Regions from separate parts of the Pan troglodytes genome. Here region 2 is linked to region 1. The links are chromatin contacts, called in public Hi-C maps. All regions are on one chromosome and are shown on one strand. Each heading gives the region's core, a stretch centred on a gene start, on an enhancer-like site or on the middle of the called end of the contact. The rest is flanking DNA. Distances are from core to core; before and after follow the strand shown. Region 1 has its middle 79 kb from the start of EMP1. Region 2 holds the start of GRIN2B (glutamate ionotropic receptor NMDA type subunit 2B).

Evidence for each region. Hi-C and Micro-C count contacts between places; a contact is called where the count stands out from the background.
Region 2: a Hi-C map of stem cell-derived neural progenitor cells shows a contact between it and region 1, with 3 times the contacts expected there. The contact joins the promoter of GRIN2B here to the enhancer-like site in region 1. A contact is called at or near these places in 1 of 7 Hi-C or Micro-C datasets (stem cell-derived neural progenitor cells) and 1 of 1 datasets of contacts at active chromatin or transcription factors (stem cell-derived excitatory neurons).

What each region holds. Positions count from the first base shown.
Region 1 is chr10:20,422,668-20,425,662 of NHGRI_mPanTro3-v2.0_pri, forward strand. No RefSeq gene overlaps it. Among named protein-coding and RNA genes, the nearest start is that of EMP1, 79 kb to the left of the region's middle. Within about 2 kb of position 1,469, at least 7 of the 24 cell types and tissues checked have an H3K27ac peak or open chromatin away from gene starts, as enhancers often do. A contact at or near this core is called in stem cell-derived neural progenitor cells, where this site is marked.
Region 2 is chr10:21,124,408-21,127,508 of NHGRI_mPanTro3-v2.0_pri, forward strand. GRIN2B (glutamate ionotropic receptor NMDA type subunit 2B) reads right to left here and starts at 1,722. Exons shown (of 15, transcript XM_016922999.4): 1 at 1,503-1,722; 2 at 929-1,163.

The DNA.
Region 1 (2,995 bases), core at 219-2,718:
CACCGGGAGGATGGGGCAAAGTGGAGCAAGAGATCACTTGCTACGTGCAGCTGGCCAGGATCCCCTGGCACCACTGACTCTTAAAGCCAGCGGAGGTTCAGGAGCCCCTTAATTTTGGCATCTTGTGTGTCACAAGGAAAAACTCTTCTCTCTAAAGAGTGCATCTGCCTGTGCTTCTCTTAAATCTAAAAACCTCCTGTGTACTTCCATAACTGGAGGGTCCGTTTCAATCCCTACCCCCTAGCCGTCAGTGTCCTCACAGCCTAGCCAGAGTCCACTGTGCCCCCACTCCCAGACATGCACACAGGACACAGCAGCCACATACGCACTCCCTTGTCTACGCTGTAGGTCTTTTGCACATGCTGTGCCCTCTGACTAGAATGCTCTTCATACTTTCCTACTCAGAAAATGTCTGGTCAAACCCTTCTTGGTGTTGCCTTGCCTATGTCTGTGGGCACCTTGCATGTTACCATGAGCCCCTTAAGACCCTGATAATGGTAATAATAATGAAAGAGACAACATTGGCAACCAACGTTTATTGATTATGCTAATAAAGACTCATTATTTTATTATCTTCTGAAACAACTTTATTATAAAGCTACATTTAGGGATAAGGAAACTGAGCTTTCTAGAGGTTTAGTCATTTACCCAAGGTCACAGCTAAAAAATGGTGGCCTGGGGCTCAAACTTAAGCTTGTCTCATTCCAGAGCCCAAATGTCACTGTGCCTCTCACCACTTATCATGCTGCCTTGGCAACTGTCTGTGAGCAAGGCTTGCTTCTCGAGGACAGGAACCCTCAGCATATCCCCAGTGCCTAGAACAGTGCCTGGTATATGCTAAGTGTTCAGTGAGTGTTTGTTGACTAACTGAATAAACAAATAAATTTCAACAGAGCCCTCCCCTCCTCCAATAGTCCTTGAACCAAACCCAGGGACTTGGGTGGAGAGAAGTTCCTCTGTGCCCAGGAGCAGCAGCAGCAGATGGTGCTGCGGGGATATGCTCTCTCTTTACTCTTGCACCGAGCTGCTCTCTCTCCATCCCCTCTCCTTCTCCGAAGCAGCCCCATGTGCTAGGAAGATGGCCAAGTGAGGCCACTAGCCTTCCAGCAGGAAACACCTGGCTGGTCAAAGCCTTTTGCAGTGCTTTGTTTCCACAATTACCTTTTATTTGCCTCTCTCTCTTAGATTTCATGCAAAGCCAACTGGTATTTTTTTTAAACAGCTGAGAACACCAGATGGAAGGGTAGGGGGAGGTGGAGGCACAGTGAAAGGCAGGAAGGGGGCAAGCAGGGGCTGTGGATGAGAGGGACGTCCTGAAACATGTGAGGTCGGGAAAATGCCAGACAGGTCAGCAGAGGTAGGGAAGGAAAAAAGAGCTGAAAAGACCAGCAGCCACCATATGTGTGCATGCACATGCACGCCGCACTTTCAACATACCATTAAAATAGAGAAAGAAACGTTCTGGTTTCCGTAGCAACAAGGCCTATTGGTGCCTCAGCCAGAGAAACTTATTGGAAAGAAAGGCATTTGCCTGTTAAGGAGCCTGATGAATCGGGAGATAATTATACAGCATTCCACCACCACTAAAGACACACAAATACACTCCAGAAAATATTTTAAAGAGCAAAGATTGTCACAAATCCCACAAAGGCAGAGGGTGGGAGTGAGGCAGCAGGCGAGGAAAAAAGGCGACTGGAATGGTTCTAGGTGAACACCTAGGGAGGGGGCCCATGTGAGGCGGAGACTGGAACCAGCTCACAGGTCAGTTGTCAGTGGCAAACATGATATTTGATTCTAAGGGGCCAGCACACTGAGTCCTATCTTCTTTGTCCTTTTGGGAAGTGGGTGGGTGGATCTGTCATGTCTAAACAGTTAGATCCAGTATGAGAGGGTTTGCTGAGAGCAGTGGGATCAGCGCTGTTAGGGCACTGCTTCTGCGGCGGAATGAACTGTGTGAATGTCATAGGACATCTGCTCCCCCAGATGGGGTGGGACAGAAGAGGAGAATCTTCAACACTGAGTAGAGGATTGTAGAATCTTCCTTAGGGTAGAAGGAAAGGAGATACACAATTGTACTTCTCATAACGCAGGACACTGGGCTGGGCACATAACAATTGCTATATAAAATACATAGTGAGTGAATGAAAGATGGAATGGATACATGGATGGATAGATGATTATGTGAGTGAACTGATGAATAAATGGACAAAAAAATTGTGAATAACCAGGTCCCTGACTTCTCTCCTCTTGCTCATCCCTAGGAACTTAATTGCAAATCAGTTTTGTCCTCCAGAAGAAGGTCACTGAGTAGTCAGAGGTTCCGTGGTGAAGCCTTTAGATAAGAGTCATGCCCTGCAATAAGCCCCAAGATCTGGGGCTAAAGACAGCCCGGCATCTTCAAGAGCCTATTACCTTTGAAGATTCAGATGTGTTGCATATGTTCTCCTTCCTCCTCGTGGATGATACACCTTGTGATATGCCCTTCCAGTGTTCCACCCTGAAGTAGAGGGAAGAGCTTGCCCACTTCATCACAGCACCAGGACCACTTTCTGTAGCTCTTGGGGCTCAGGTGAGCCCTCAACTTCTGTCGGAGGGAGTTTTCCTATCCTCTGATCGCTGATAGTGCTCTGTGAGCCCCTCAGCTGGCCCTTTCTTTACACATTGGTGTCTAGAATCATGACTTCTTATTCAGTTTTTCCTGTGTGTATGTTGTGCCTCTCCCACTACACTAGTGGGAGAAGCCACTTGGAGAACCTCTTCATAGTTGGAGCCACTAGCAGGCCGCATATCGAAGCATTGCATATTTGCAATGCTGACACCAAGGAGAAGGACATTGATCTGTAGCCTTTAAGAATTGGCTGAAGGCATCAGACTCCACCCTCAGCTAAGATCAGCTCTGTGCCAAGAAACCCCTTGTACACTAAACACATACACCATACGCAACATTTTGTGGGTGCTGCCTGGTTGTCTTGCATGGCAGACACGGGCTAGAGGG
Region 2 (3,101 bases), core at 472-2,971, 700 kb after region 1:
AATGCATTCCGAAAAAGATATCAATTCGTTTTAAGGAAAGGGGGGAGGAAACCCCGCATTTCCCACAGAGTGCACACGAGAGGAATTGAAAACAGCTGGTACCGGTCTATAAATAATTCAGAAAAGGTCTGGCTATACCATTCCTGGGACAGGCACGGATGAGAGGTGGGAAAGCCAACCTGAATGGAAGAGGAGAGAGGGAGGGAGCGAGCGAAGGAGGGAAGTGGGAAGGAAGGAGGAAGGGGGGGAGAAGCGGCACCATACAGCAACACACACTCACACACACGCAGAAACACAATTCCCACTTAACTCGCCAGCGAGTGCGGCCCCCAGCCCCATCTGCATTGCTGCTGACATGTCTGTCTCGCTCTCCCCATCGCCTCCAGCAGCAGCGCCGCCTCCCACCCCGGGCTTGGGCTGAATGGGTTCTGATTGTGCACGGGGTGCACACTGGGCATTTCTTGGAAGGGGCACACTGACACGCGCGCACACACGCCCCCGACGCGCACGCGCCCCGCGCGCACTCACACTCACCCCCGCGCACACTCACCCCCGCGCACACTCACGCTGCCGCCGCGCTGAGGTGCAGCGCACGGGGCTTCACCTGCAACGTGTCGATTGGACGGATGGGCTCGGCGCGTGGGTCCGGCCCGGGGCGCCGCTGCCCTGCCCCTCTGCTAGGTGAAGGGATGAAACCCCCCAAAAGACCAGAGACAGCCCTACCCAGTCACAGCACCCCCTCCCCCACAAAAAAAAAAAACCTTTAAAAAAGCCACGTCCAAATTAGCAAGTGCCGGGTTCTGCTGGATTTCAGAGCTTTACCTCATGCCAGATTGGTTCACGATTTCACGGCTTCGACCCTTTATCTGCCTGACACCCCCAAACCCCTACATTCAAAGGAGAGACTCCAAAGCCCATCTTTACGTACCGGCTCCGAGCGCCTCCGCGGTTGCAGTCTGCGGAGAGGGGTGGCCGGTGGCTGGGAATGGAGGGTTTTCCTTTCCTGCAAAGCAGGATTAATGATCCGTCTCGGGGGTTTTGAAGTTCATGACTCTTCTTTGCAGGGCAAAAGGATATGCATTCGGACGCCAGCACTACTGGATGGTGGTGATCAAGAATCACCCTTGACGAGCACTCTCGATAGAGCGAAGCCCCGAGATTTCCTAGAGGTGAAGAAGCCGGAGGAAGTGGTTTTTGAAAGGGGGTGGGGGGAACCTTCCTTTCTCAAAAAGAGGTAGGGGGTGGAGAGGCAGGAGCCCAGATTCCAGTTGGTGAGGATCGGAGCCGGGGGAAGGGAAGCGGGCGGGGGCAGGCTGTGCAAGTCAACCGCGCGGCAGCCGGAGAGGGAGAGCAGGAGGGGAGGAGGGGAGCGTCAGAAAAATGGGTATTAATCACCGGGGACGGGGGGAGGCGCGGGGAACGCAGGTTGCCTGGTCTGGATTTGGGTCTCACACTCAAAAACGTGCCGCGCACACACACACAGACACACACACACACCCTACCTCGCACACCCTGACTCCGGGGGGGAGGAGAAACCCACGAAGCTGGGGAAGATACTGCTTCTGCTCCCAGGGGCGGGTGTGAGCGCGCGTGTCCTCTTTCTGCACACCCCCCACCCCACCCCACCCCCAAGCCCCTGCACCCCCTCACTCCTCTTGCTAAGACTCTGGCGGAGGCAGCTTCCCACGTCATGTGCTGGGGAAGTGGGGTGGGAAGGGGGATGGAAGGGGGACGGAAGGGGGAAGAAGCTTAGCCCGAGTCCGTGGCGCCTCCTCCCGGCCGCAGCGGGGAACAGCACCGACGGAGAGCGGCTGAGGGACGAGGGGAGCTAGACAGTGCCCCCCGTGGGCGGCCCGCGGGCTGCGGAAAGCATCTCCAAGGCGGAGCTGTAGTTCGAAATTGAAGACCCTTGCCGTATTTTCCATAAATCAGCCTGTGCTTCCTACGAGCATTCTGTGTGTCGGACGCAGTCTGGGACCGGGTTCTTTCTTGCCTTCAAGGAGCTTAAGATCTATCTGAGCACACGAGGCTGACGCCTAACACAATAGAAAACAAAGCAAAGCAGGTGTCATTCGTGGCTAAATTGTATAGTATAGACCATACGCGTGCTTTTCTGGCTGCTAGTGAAGGCGTGAGGAGTTTGACATTTTTTATTAAAGTGGATCCTGTTATTTAAATGCCTTGAGAAGAGAAGATGGTGAGGCCCGTGAATAATCCCTAAAGGAAACTGGATTTCCTGGCATTTACAAACCCACCCTCTTTGAAAAGGCAAACATCCATTCATTTCTCTTCCTATTGAACTCTTTTATATTTTAATAGCCCTTATCACCACCTGTAGTATTGTTTACTTTTAACATTAATATTATTCTATATGCATCATTTTCATTCTCATCCATTGTCTTTTCAAATATCTAGAATACTACAGTGGTGGAACATTTTCATATTGGTTATATCATGGGCTTCTCACCAGCATTCCTGAGAAGCGGCCATACAAACGCACAGGAGAGAAGGCTGTGTGAGTGGATATACCTAGTGGCTTGGAACTTTAGTCTGTAGAAGCCATCAGATATGTTTTTGCTGTCCTGTAGACCAGACTACTCATACTTCTGAGCTACAGTAATTCTTCTGTTTCCTGGTTTTTCTCAGGCTTAATTTTTGAATCTAACATATTTAACACACACGAACACATAAGCATTGTGTGAAAACACAAATAGAGTGTGTTCACATGCAAATTATTCCTTCTCAGTAATGGTTTTCTATTTTTCTGAGAGTTAGAACTGATCTTTCACTACTTTGGGGAAGTGTCGAAGCACCCCAGAGTTGCTGTGCCCTCTTGATACACAACAGCCAATCCAAGCCCCTCTAATAATTTGTCTCCAGGGTTTTGAAGTTCACCTGCCTATGGGCAGGTTTGCAGTTGTTAGAACGCCGATTCCAAGAGGAGTATAGAATGCAGAAAGCAAGAACCTAATAGAGATTTCCTGAAACACTCTTCCCTGAATTTTCCAGGAAAATTACCGTTACCTGGTCCATTACCTTCAGAATAACATCCAAGCTCACTCAAGGATTTTCATGGGTTGACCTTGAATCTACTTTTTAAA